Linked DNA regions of Sus scrofa: all the other regions are linked to region 1. The links are chromatin contacts, called in public Hi-C and HiChIP or PLAC-seq maps. All regions are on one chromosome and are shown on one strand. The core of a region is the stretch at or near the end of the contact, and the rest is flanking DNA. Distances in the headings are between cores, read along the strand shown. Region 1 has its middle 21 kb from the start of ANXA11. Region 2 holds the start of SFTPD (surfactant protein D). Region 3 overlaps LOC110256704 (a long non-coding RNA gene).

What was found. Hi-C and Micro-C count contacts between places; a contact is called where the count stands out from the background. HiChIP or PLAC-seq counts read pairs in DNA pulled down with a chosen protein or histone mark.
Region 2: a Hi-C map of alveolar macrophages shows a contact between it and region 1, with 5 times the contacts expected there. The contact joins the promoter of SFTPD here to the enhancer-like site in region 1. A contact is called at or near these places in 15 of 47 Hi-C or Micro-C datasets (adipocytes, alveolar macrophages, embryonic fibroblasts and 10 more) and 1 of 2 datasets of contacts at active chromatin or transcription factors (alveolar macrophages).
Region 3: a contact with region 1 is called in an H3K27ac HiChIP or PLAC-seq map of alveolar macrophages. The contact joins two enhancer-like sites. A contact is called at or near these places in 13 of 47 Hi-C or Micro-C datasets (alveolar macrophages, embryonic fibroblasts, epiblast stem cells and 9 more) and 2 of 2 datasets of contacts at active chromatin or transcription factors (alveolar macrophages and skeletal muscle).

Annotation. Positions count from the first base shown.
Region 1 is chr14:81,812,418-81,816,144 of Sscrofa11.1, reverse strand. No RefSeq gene overlaps it. Among named protein-coding and RNA genes, the nearest start is that of ANXA11, 21 kb to the left of the region's middle. Within about 2 kb of position 1,669, at least 7 of the 83 cell types and tissues checked have an H3K27ac peak or open chromatin away from gene starts, as enhancers often do. A contact at or near this core is called in alveolar macrophages, where this site is marked.
Region 2 is chr14:82,049,752-82,053,478 of Sscrofa11.1, reverse strand. SFTPD (surfactant protein D) reads right to left here and starts at 1,945. Exons shown (of 8, transcript NM_214110.1): 1 at 1,907-1,945.
Region 3 is chr14:82,028,674-82,032,400 of Sscrofa11.1, reverse strand. LOC110256704 (a long non-coding RNA gene) reads right to left here. Exons shown (of 3, transcript XR_002338593.1): 3 at 3,163-3,685. Among named protein-coding and RNA genes, the nearest start is that of SFTPD, 21 kb to the left of the region's middle. Within about 2 kb of position 1,615, at least 26 of the 83 cell types and tissues checked have an H3K27ac peak or open chromatin away from gene starts, as enhancers often do. A contact at or near this core is called in alveolar macrophages, where this site is marked.

The sequences.
Region 1 (3,727 bases), core at 420-2,919:
GGCAGGAACAGAAGAGTCTGGAGAAAGGAAAAGTCCCACTTTTGTCCCATTATACCTGAAATTGGCAGGTTAGGAGTCTGAAAAGCTCTGTGCTGCCATCTGCTGATCATTTTCCACACAGCAGCATGAAAAGAGAAATCATTTTACAAGGCTCTTGTTTCCACTTACTTAAGACTTGGAGGAAGGAAGTGCCATTCACTGAGCCCCTACTGTTTAGAAAGGAGAGTCTTCCAGGGTGGTATGACTGTGGACATGAATTATCCTTGGATGCTCCCTGTAAAGCATCCTTCTTTAAGGTATGGTTTGCAGAGAGCCAGGGTTGCATCTCAATGATTGTGTTCTTCAAGAACATGCTGCCGCTGCTGTGAACTTCAGTTTTTCTTGGCAGGTGGAACCACAAAGACTCATAGGGCAGGCCTGAAAAGATGAAGAGGTTTGTGACAGGTGGGTACTGAGAAGGAGAAGAGGGCATCCTAGGATGTCGGTTTCAAAAGACGTCCTTGGAAAGCCTGCCCTGTGTCTCCTTCTCTGGTCCTCTTGTGTGTGCAGATGAGACCTGGGCTCCAGACCTCTAAGTAGCTGTCCTCCTCTGACATCTGCTCAGGGGCGGTGACAAAGCAATTGGAAAGACTTCTTAAAGGAAGAAGGAAAGCAACACCTGAATAGTCAGTCCTTTTGGGGAGTCCCTGTTATCCTTCTGCCATTGTGTCCCAAACTGTAGCTTCTGGAGATGCTTGGTCATCAAAATAGAAGAAGTGTGGATGCTTCAAAGGGAGAAGTTAACAGTGGGCATCGGAGGCAAGGTCAGAAGAATTCAGAAAATGGAAAAGAAACCCCACTTTCCTTGCCTTATACCTCCAACTAGCAAGTTAGGAGTTGGAAAGGCTCCGTGCTGCCATCTGCTGGTCATTTCCTGCATTGCCGCATCAAAAAGAGAAACAGCTTTACAATGCTCTTGCTTACTTACCTAAGAGCCTCCAGGAAGAAAATGATACTTGCTGAGCACATGCTGTTGGAAAAGGACTGTCTTCCAGGGTGGTCTGAATGTGGACGTGAATTACCCTTGGATGCTCCCCATAAAGAAGGCACGGATTGCAGAGAGCCAGGGCTGCTTCTCAGTGTCTGCGTTCTTCAAGCACATCCTTCCGCTGCTCTGAACTTCAGTTTTCTCGAGCACGCGAATGAACAAAGACTTGTACGAAGGGCCTTCAGAGATGAAGCCGTTTGTATCAGGTGGGCACTGAGAAGAAGAGGGCTTCCTAGGATGACGGTTTCAAAAGACGCCCTAGAAAGCCTGCCCTATGTCTCCTTCTCTGGTCCCCTCGTGTGTGCAGATGAGAACTGGGCTCCAGATCCCTAAGTAGCTGTCCTCCTCTGACATCTGCTCAGGGCCGGGGACAGAGGAACTGGAGAGACCATTTAAAGAAAAATGAAACCAACACCTGCCTATGTAGTCTCCCCCAACTTTAAGAAAGAGGAAACCTGGGATTCCCATGGAAGTACTCTAGTAGACGTGGCAGCTCCTGCGGCAGAAGAGTACCTGCGGTGCTTCGCATGAAGGCACTGAAAGCAGAGTTTGGCGAATGGAAAAGAAAACCTAACTTTTCTCCCCTTTACACATGCAATTGGGATGTTAGCAGCCAGGAAACTTCAGTGCTGCCACCTCCTGGTCATGTTCTGTGTAGCAGCATCAAAATAGAAGGGGCACCGCGCACTAGTTTAAACTCACCTCAGGGCCTGGAAGAAGGGAAGGTCTGAAGGCAGACATGAGTGAGCCTGGGATGCCGCCTACAAAGAGGACACGGACTCCAGACAGCCAGGGGTGCTTCTCAACGTCTGTGTTCTCGAAGAACACGCGTTCTTCTCACTTGACACAGTGCCATGGAGGGCCAACTGGGTTGGAAAGAGTCCTTGTTCACATGGTCATTCAGGAACTCAGGTTTTTTCCAACCTGATGCTTTGTTCTCTCCTAGGACATGGTCCTCATCTGCAGGGTCCACCGAGGGCCAAAGGCACCTCTGTGTCCTGGTTCTGAACAGGATATACATCACGGCAGAGCAGACACCCAGTCTCTGTAGTTCCACACCCAGGGATGGCACACTTTATTGACCTCACACACACCTGGTCACTGGTCACTTAGTCACACAGCCATAACAAGAGGCAAGGGAACATGGAAGATGGCGAATCCAGCTGAGCCACCCTGTGCCCAAGTACAGGTGCAGCGCTCTGCTGTTCCACGAAGAGGCGTCTTTTCCTTGCCTGTTGGACAGGTTCCCATATATCCATTTCTTCCCCAGCTTCCAAACTCTTGTCTCCATGGCTGTCTCCTGCCCCAGGCTCTTGATCCTTGGGTCGCATAAGCTGTCTAAGCCTTTACTAGATCATTCCCAGCATCTTTAGGGACGGAGAGGCAAGAACCCATTGGTTCAAGCTGCCCCTCTGGTCTGCAAGCTTTCAGTTCTATCTGGAGGAGTTCCCTGGTGGCTCAGTGTGTTAAGGATGTTGTCACTCGGTGGTTCAGGTCGCTACTGTGGCACAGGGTTGATCCCCGGCCCAGGGACTTTTGCATGCCATGGGCGCAGCCCCACAATTAGGTCTTCAAATACTTCTTCAGGTTATTTCCATTCCTATTATATCTTGGGCATCGTTCCCCTCAACTTGTTGCTCTTCATTTCTCTTCCATAGCAATAACTTTCTCTCTCACCTCCTAAACTGTTTGTTCCTTCCTAAACAGTGCCATCTGCAGCAACATGGATGGACCCAGAGGTTCTCATACCAGGTCAAATACCATATGATATCACTTATTGGTGGAATCCTAGTATGACACAAGTGAAGTAATTTCCAACAACAAAAGAGGCTCAAGGCTCAGGGAAGAGACTTGTGGTTGCACAGGGGGAGGTAGGGATGGATTGGGAGTTTGGGATTAGCAGATGCAGACTCTTAAGATAGAGACTGGATAAGCAATAAGATTCTCCTACATGGCACAGGGAACTATATACAATATCTTGAGATAACCATAGTTCACAAAAATATAAAAAAGATTGCAATATACCTAAAACAGCATCGCTTTGCCGTATAGCAGAAATCATAGTTGTAATTCAAGTATACTTCAATAGTAATGAAAGAAACGGAAGTGTCCTATGAAGAATATTATGTTCTGCTAGCAGAGTAACTAGAGGGTATAAACAGCTGAGGACGAGGCCCCACGGAAGGAGAAACTTGGAAGGGGGCGCCCCTCCCCAGCCTGGGGTCAGATCTTGTTGCAAAAGGGGTCATGGCCACACCCTGGAGGAAGAGAAATCAGCTGGTGCCTGGGCCAGAGCTGGTCTGCAGCTGCTGGACAGGCAGGAAGGGCACCCGGGAGCCACAGCCTGGTGGGTGGGGATGTGAGCCTGGTGACAGAGTCAGGTGGCATGTGGGCAGGGGACATGAACGCACAGTGTCTGTGTGGGGAAGGGCATGGGGACGTGATGGCCGGGCCACGCAGGTCTGTGGGGTCTCTGGGGGGCCTGCTGGGCACGGGGCCAAGGCAGGGCACCCCAGGAGCCCCGACACCTGCCAAAACCAGCCCAAGAAGCCCCTTCCTCCTGCAGGGTTCTCCCAGCTCCCTCGACAGTTATAGCTCACATTATGCTCACTGGCAGGGAGAGGGGCTCGGGGCAAGTCTGCCCACCTTCACGGAGCAGGCATGCGGGGTGAGTGTGCAGCTAAGGAGGAAGAGTACATT
Region 2 (3,727 bases), core at 696-3,195, 240 kb before region 1:
GGTCACTCCCACTACGGAGCTTCCTTCCTCTCTTGGAGAGAAACGGTAAAGTTATGAGCAGAAAAGGCTCATAGGAGTTGGAAGCTGGTAACAAAGCCCGCGAGGGACCTGCCAAGGGGAGGAGAGTCACCAGGCTGGCTGAGGTGGTGGGAGGGGAAGGGCTTCTTGGCCAGAGAAGTGCTCCTTCCCTGAACTGCCAATTCATTGCTGTGGATGAGCCCTATTGTGCACTAGCCTCTATCGGGTTTTTTGTTTGTTTTTTTGTTTGTTTGTTTGTTTGTTTTTGGTCTTTTTTGCCTTTTTCTAGGGCTGCTCCCACAGCACATGGAGGTTCCCAGGCTAGGGGTCTAATCAGAGCTGTAGCCGCCGGCCTACACCAGAGCCACAGCAACTCGGGATCTGAGCCATGTCTGCAACCTACACCACAGCTCATAGCAACACCAAATCCTCAACCCACTGAGCAAGGCCAGGGATCGAACTTGCAACCTCATGGTTCCTAGTCGGATTCGTTAACCCCTGAGCCATGACGAGAACTCCCCTCTATGGCTTTTTAAATTTAATTTCTTTTTTTTGGGAGGGGGGCACCTGCAGCATATGGAAGTTCCTGGGCTAGGGGTTGAATCGGAGTTGTAGCTGCAGGCCTGCACCACAACCACAGCAGCGCCAGATCAAGCTGCAAGTCTGGATCCTTAATCCACTGAGTAAGGCCAGGGATCAAACCCACATCTTCATGGATACTATGTCAGGTTCTTAACCTGGGGAGAAACAATGGGAACTCTGTCTTTCACTTCTTTTGGCTGCCCTGTGGCATATGGAATTCCCAGGCCAGGGCTCAGACCCAGCTGCAGTTGAGACATAAGCTGTAAATGTGGCAGCACCAGATCCTTAACACACGGTGCTGGGCTGGGGCTCAAACCTGGGTCTCAGTGCTCACCAGACGCGCCGCTGATCCCATACCACAGCAGGAGCTCCTGTCTTCACTTTTGAATCCACCACTTCCTCAGGGATCCTGGGAGTCTCTACAAATACCCAGATGGGTTCTCAGGCCAGCTGCAGTTGCCTCATTGTACTTGTGGCAGAGCTCAGTCATGGTACCAAAGGACCCAGGCCAGCACCAGGACATTTGACCTCTGACCTCAACACTGGGGCCCGAAAAGCAAAAGGTATTCTGCCCAATGGCTCAAGATGGGAGGGAACGTATCATCACCCACTGTAGCAGGAAGGGCCTTGGAGAGAGAAAACTTACAGGTTTTCAGACCAAAAATTCAGATGAGGCATCTTACCTGGGACAACAGAGAGAATGGGAAGATCCATAGCCCCTTCAATATACATGATGTTCTGTTTATACCAAACTTTCAGGTTAAGATTTTATTGGGGAAAAAAACCAATGACCCCTCTGAAAATTGGTCGAAAAATCAGTGACCTAGTCCAGAAAGCTTTTTAAGATTGAGGCTGAGAGAAGCAATGTTTATCCATGCCTCACGGTCATTAGATACCGGGATGGACTTAGAACTGACAGAGGGACACCTGGTCTGTTTCTCGGCTACTACTCTCTCTGAAGAAATCAGGGATGGAGAGGAGCCAAGAGGAAAATGAACTGCATTTTCCACGGGGGCTTCCAACAATGGCATTTGAGGTCTGGTTGGGTATCATACCCAATTCACCTACCCTGTCCCAGACCAGGAAACAAATCTCCCCCTGAGTTAAGAGAGCAGAGTGTGGGGAAGAAGAGTGCTCCTTATTACCCCACTGTGCCCCCCACCTCCAACACCCACCCTCCTAGGCCTGAACAGCTCCACAGACCCTGCCTTCCTCAACACTGGTAGGATAAGCCACCCATAGAGGCAGGGAGCTACTCACTGGACATCAGGAGAACAAAAGGAGATGCAAGACCAGAAACACTCACAGTTGCGTCCTCTAGAGCTCCAGAATCTCCAGGCAAACTAAAGTTTTCTGGGCAGGCACTGGCTATTTATGACTGCCCTGTAACCTGGGCCTCCCAGCCCCAGTTTCCTGAGAACCCTCTTCAAGAAGTAGATAGAGCAATTTTCTTCCTTGTTGACTCACTCGATCACCTGCATTCTGGACACCTGCCACTGATGTTCATAACACTACACACCCATCACCTTAGAGTTTATAGAGCACCTCAGTCCACGCTCTCATCTGCATCTCATTGCAACCCTTGGAGTTAAGTGGCAGCAACAGTGTCTGTATTTTACAGATGTCCAGGAATTCAAGGTCCAGAGAAGACCAGCCAGTTGCACAGTGACCTACAACTATTGCAAAAGCAACCTGCATCTGCAGAATCCAAGAGCCAGCACCTACTGTGCCCACTTCTCTTCCCCCTTCACCTCAACATTACTGCCTAGATATTAGGAAAGAGCTGGGAGCTCCTTGTATACCTGAGTGGGAGTAGCCTTGTAGAGGAAGTGCTAGGTAGCAGCCTGGGGTGGGGGCAGCGGTTGGAGGAGCTACCACCTAGCAGGGGTCACTCTTTTGCTCTCTGCTCTGGATCTAAGAGTGCCCCCTGCCACTTGCCTTTTGTGGGATGGCCTTCCTTGCCCAAATCTCTCCATCTCTTTAGCTTGTGTTTGCCCATTACATTGCTCTAGTGGCCAGTTTGGACCCCTGAGCTGCTGATACACTGTCGTAACCATCCCCAGGGTAACTCTAACTTCTAGTGACTGTAGGGCATTTCCCCACCCTACTGCTGTGGCTGTCAGCTCTGCTTGCTTTTAGATCCTTGTGACTTTATCTCTTCCATCCACCCTTTGCCTAGGTCTATACACCAGCAGCCGCATGTTTCCAGTCCTTTCCTATGGGCACCCCCTTGGAGGTGCTGACTTGCTCCTAGCTTTTGATGCCATCACCTTGTATACTGTGGAACCTATAAAGCCAGTTTTCCTCAGTTGATAAGAAAAGGTCTTCTGTTTCCCATGTTGCAATTTTTTGAAGCAGGATCCCATAGCAGAGCACCTGGGCCCCTAATGTTTGAGCCCTTTCATCACTAACACAGCCCCCTCTATTCTAGGATGTTCTTGTGCCCCTGGAGATCTAAGTCAGCATGGAGGCTGAACTGAACCCTTGTTCTCCTCTCCCCACAAATCCTAATTGTCAAGTCTTATCCTGGTGGCTAGACAAAATTCTTATTTAGGATGACCCTTATTAAAGGAGTCCTATACTTTGTTTCTTCCTGCAAGCTGACTTCTGTTAACTGCTAACTCCTAGGGTGTCAGATTCATCCCTCACAATGCCCTTGGACCCCATTATAGCAAAGAATATGGAGTTTCTTTATCTAACTCCACATTCCACCAAGGTCCAGGTCTACTTATGATCCAACCCAGACACTCATGTTCCAGTGAAAACCTTTGCTTTTCTCAGTTACACAAGTGAGAAGAATCAGATTTGATCTGATTTTATATTTTGGGCTGCACCCACAGCTTGTGAAATTTCCTGGGCCAGGCACTGAACCTGAGCCACAGTGGTCACAATGCCAAATCTTTAACCGCAAGGCCACCAGGGAACTCTGAGAATCAGATTTTAAATGGTGATCACAATGGCTTTCATGCAGAGGATCACTGGCTCACCCTCTCTTCCCAAGATGAGGTCAGGATAACTACATGCTTTCTTTGGGAGCTAGTCACCACTGCTGCACTGCAGCCCAGCAATATCAGAAACCCCTGGTGGATTTCATTAGCTGCACCTTTGTCAGAGCTAAGCTGTAGCC
Region 3 (3,727 bases), core at 366-2,865, 220 kb before region 1:
AATTTTCTGATTTTGTCTGTATTTTGCACTTATCAGAGTATTGTGTACTATCATATGTTTTCTTGTCATTTATTAGAGTCTTTCTATTTCAGCTCAAGGAAGTCTTTTCAGAATTTCTTACATGGTAGGTCTAGCACTGGTGAACTCTCTCAACTTTTGTTTTTCTGGGAAAGCTTTTATTTTTCCATTATATTTGAAGGATAACTTTGCCAGATAAAATATCCTTGGCTACAAATGTTCATTTTTCAACACTTTGAATATGTCATTCCACTCTCCCTTAGCCTCTAGAATTTCTATTGAGAAATCCACTGATAGCCTAGTGGGAGTTCCTTTATAGGTTACATTCTTTTTTTTCATGGCTCTCTGGTGAGTGGGGTAGGAGCAGATTTGACAATTACTTTGGATCCTCAGCCCTTTATTTTCTTTTAAATGACTTTTATTTTTTCCATTATAGTTGGTTTACAGTGTTCTGTCAATTTTCTACTGTATAGCAAAGTGACCCAGTCACATATACATATATATATTCTTTTTCTCACATTATCCTCCATCATGATCCATCATAACTAGATATAGTTGATCCATCATGACTAGATATAGTTTCTGGTACTCTATAGCAGGATCTCATTGCTTATCCATTCCAAAGGCAATAGTTTGCATCTATTAACCCCAGATTCCCAGTCCATCCCACTCCCTTCCCCTCTCCCTTGGCAACTACAAGTCTGTTCTCCAAGTCCATGAGCCTCTTTTTTGTTTGTTTTTTGTCTTTTTAGGGCCACACCCACAGCATATGGAGGTTCCCAGGCTAGGGGTCTAATCGGAACTACAGCTGCCGGCCTGTGCCAGAGCCACAGCAACACCAGATCTGAGTCGGGTCTGCGAACTACATCACAACTCACAGCAATGCCAGATCTTTAACCCAATGAGCGAGGCCAGGGATTGAACCCCCAACCTCATGGTTCCTAGTCAGTTCGTTTCTGCCACGTCATGACAGGTACTCCAAGATTCTTTTCTTATTTGTGCCACATATTAGATTCCAGATATGTGATATCATATGGTATTTCTCTTTCTTACTTGTTTCACTTAGTGTGAGTTTCTAGTTCCATCCACGTTGCTGCAAATGGCATTATTTTGTTTTTTATGGCTGAGTAGTATTCCATTGTGTATATATACACCACATCTTCTTAATCCAATCATTTGTTGATGGACATTTAGGTTGTTTCCATGTCTTGGCTATTGTGGATATTGCTGCAATGAACATACAGGTGCGTGTGTCTTTTTCAAGGAAAGTTTTGTCTGGATATATGCCCAAGAGTGGGATTGCTGGGTTGTATGGTAGTTCTATGTATAGTTTTCCAAGGTACCTCCATACTGTTTTTCATGGTGGTTGTGCCAATTTATTCAGCCCTTTTTTATGCACAGATAGGCTAGAAACCTCCAGGATCTTTTAAAAAAATATTACTGTGTTTTTTTCTCTTTTGTGGATATTTCTTTGTTGTGATGAAAATTTCTCTATGTGCAAGCATTTGGAAATAAAGTCTTCCAGGCCCCTGGTCTGCAGTTTTTGGTCTGCAGTCCCTGACCCCAGTCTGTCACAGCCCCGAATGAGTAGAGAAATGCACAGCAGGAGGACCAGGACAAGGCTGAGCGCCTGGCCTGGGGATCTGGCAACCAAGCAATCCTGATGTGTTCATTCACTTGGCTGTCTGCCTGTTGTCCCAAGACCTCTTGTGTAATGTGCAGATTACACAAGAGGTCTGTTTGGGTACGGATGTTTAATTCATTGTTTAAAAAGAGAGGGAAAAAGGAAATGACATTGATGTGACTCATTTAGAATGCCAATTTCTTTGACCAGTCATTCTCTGGTAGTTAGCCCAGGGTACAGTTTCTGTGAAATAATGCAGAGTGTCCTGACTAAGCTTTAAAACAATCCTGCTTCACCAGGATCTTGCTGGGACTGAGCCTGTCTTAGAAAAAGGCCTTAGAAAAAGCCTGTCTTCAAATCTGGTGTGAGCTCATGCATTCTGCCATGTGGAAACCTTCAAATTCTAATGAATCTATTTTGACTTTATGGATACACCTAATGTCATACTGAATTGCACAGAGGGTATGACACATGTACTTAAGAATGGGTAACTATCAATGAACTAGGTATTCATACCAACTCCTAACAATCCATAATGTAACATGGAAAGAAAAAGGGAAGCAAAAAGAAAGTCATCAATGAAAGGAAAATGTAACAAGTTTATTTTTTTTCCATTTTTTAAAATTATAGTTGATTTACAACATTGTGCCAATTTCTGCTGTACAGAAATACATGTATTTCTGCTGTACCCAGTCATATATGTATACACATTCTTTTTAAAAATATTATTTTCCTGTTGTGGCTCAGCAGAAAGGAACCCAGCTAGTATCCACAAGGATGTGGGTTTGATACCTAGCCCCACTCAGTGGGTTAAGGATATGACTTTTCCATGAGCTGTGGTGTAGGTCGCAGACATGGCTTAGATCTGGCATTGCTGTGGTGTAGGCTGGCCTAGGAACTTCCATATGCCAAAAGTATGGCAATAAATAAATAAATTTTTCCATCATGATCTATCCCAGGAGATTGACTATAGTTCCCTGTGCTATAAAATAGAATCTTATTGTCAATCCATTCTAAATGTAGTAGTTTGCAGCTATTAACCCCAAACTCACAGTCCATCTCACTTCCCCCACCCTTGATAACCACAAGTCTGTTACCCATGTCTGAGTCTGTTTGTTTCTGTTTTGTACATAGGTTCATTTGTGCCATATTTTGGCTCCATGTATAAGTGATATTATATGGTATTTGTCCTTCTCTTTCTTATTTCACTTAGGATGATAATCTCTGGTTGCCTCCATGTTTCTGTGAATGGCATTTTTTTGTTCTTTTTATGGCTGATAGTATTCTATTGTATATATGTACCACATCTTCTTAATCCACTCATCTGTCAATGCACATTTAGGTTGTTTCCTTGTCTTGGCTATTGTGAATAGTGCTGCAATGAACATAGGCATATATATATCTTTGAATTATAGTTTTGTCTGGATATATGCCCAGGACTTTGGATTACTAGATTATATGGTAGTTCTATATTTAGTTTTCTGAGGAACCCCAATACTGTTTTCCATAGTGGTCATACCAATTAAAATGTAACAATTTTAAATTACGAAAATACAAAATATGGTTTATTAAAATTTAAATTACATTTCTATAAACTTTAAAATGTTGACAATCATGTACTCTTCTCTGTATGTAGGATACCAACTTTGACGTGGCAACCATGATTCCCATTAGTGTGAAGGCAAACTTTATTTTTCATCCAAGGGTCAAATATCAAAGCCTCCTTCAATTTTGTGACCAAACTTATCACTGAAAAACAGGCCTGTAACAATCAGTCCTTGTGAACACAGTTGTAATTTAAACTTTCCTAAATTCAGGAAAAGAAACAAGATGTTTGGATTCTGAAAGGACAGAACACAGAATCTGATGGGAAATTACCACACGAAGTGCTGATCAAATCCATATGAGGAGAGTCACCTGGATTCCATAGAGGTTGCTGGCCAACCAGGCAGCTCCAGAAGCACAGGATTTGTCGAGGCTCAGGATGACCCAATAATTTCTTAAATTCCTTCCTCTTTCAGCCCTCTACTGAATACTTAAGACCTTGAAAAAAATAAGGTGACACAAGTGGAAGTTGAATTTCAA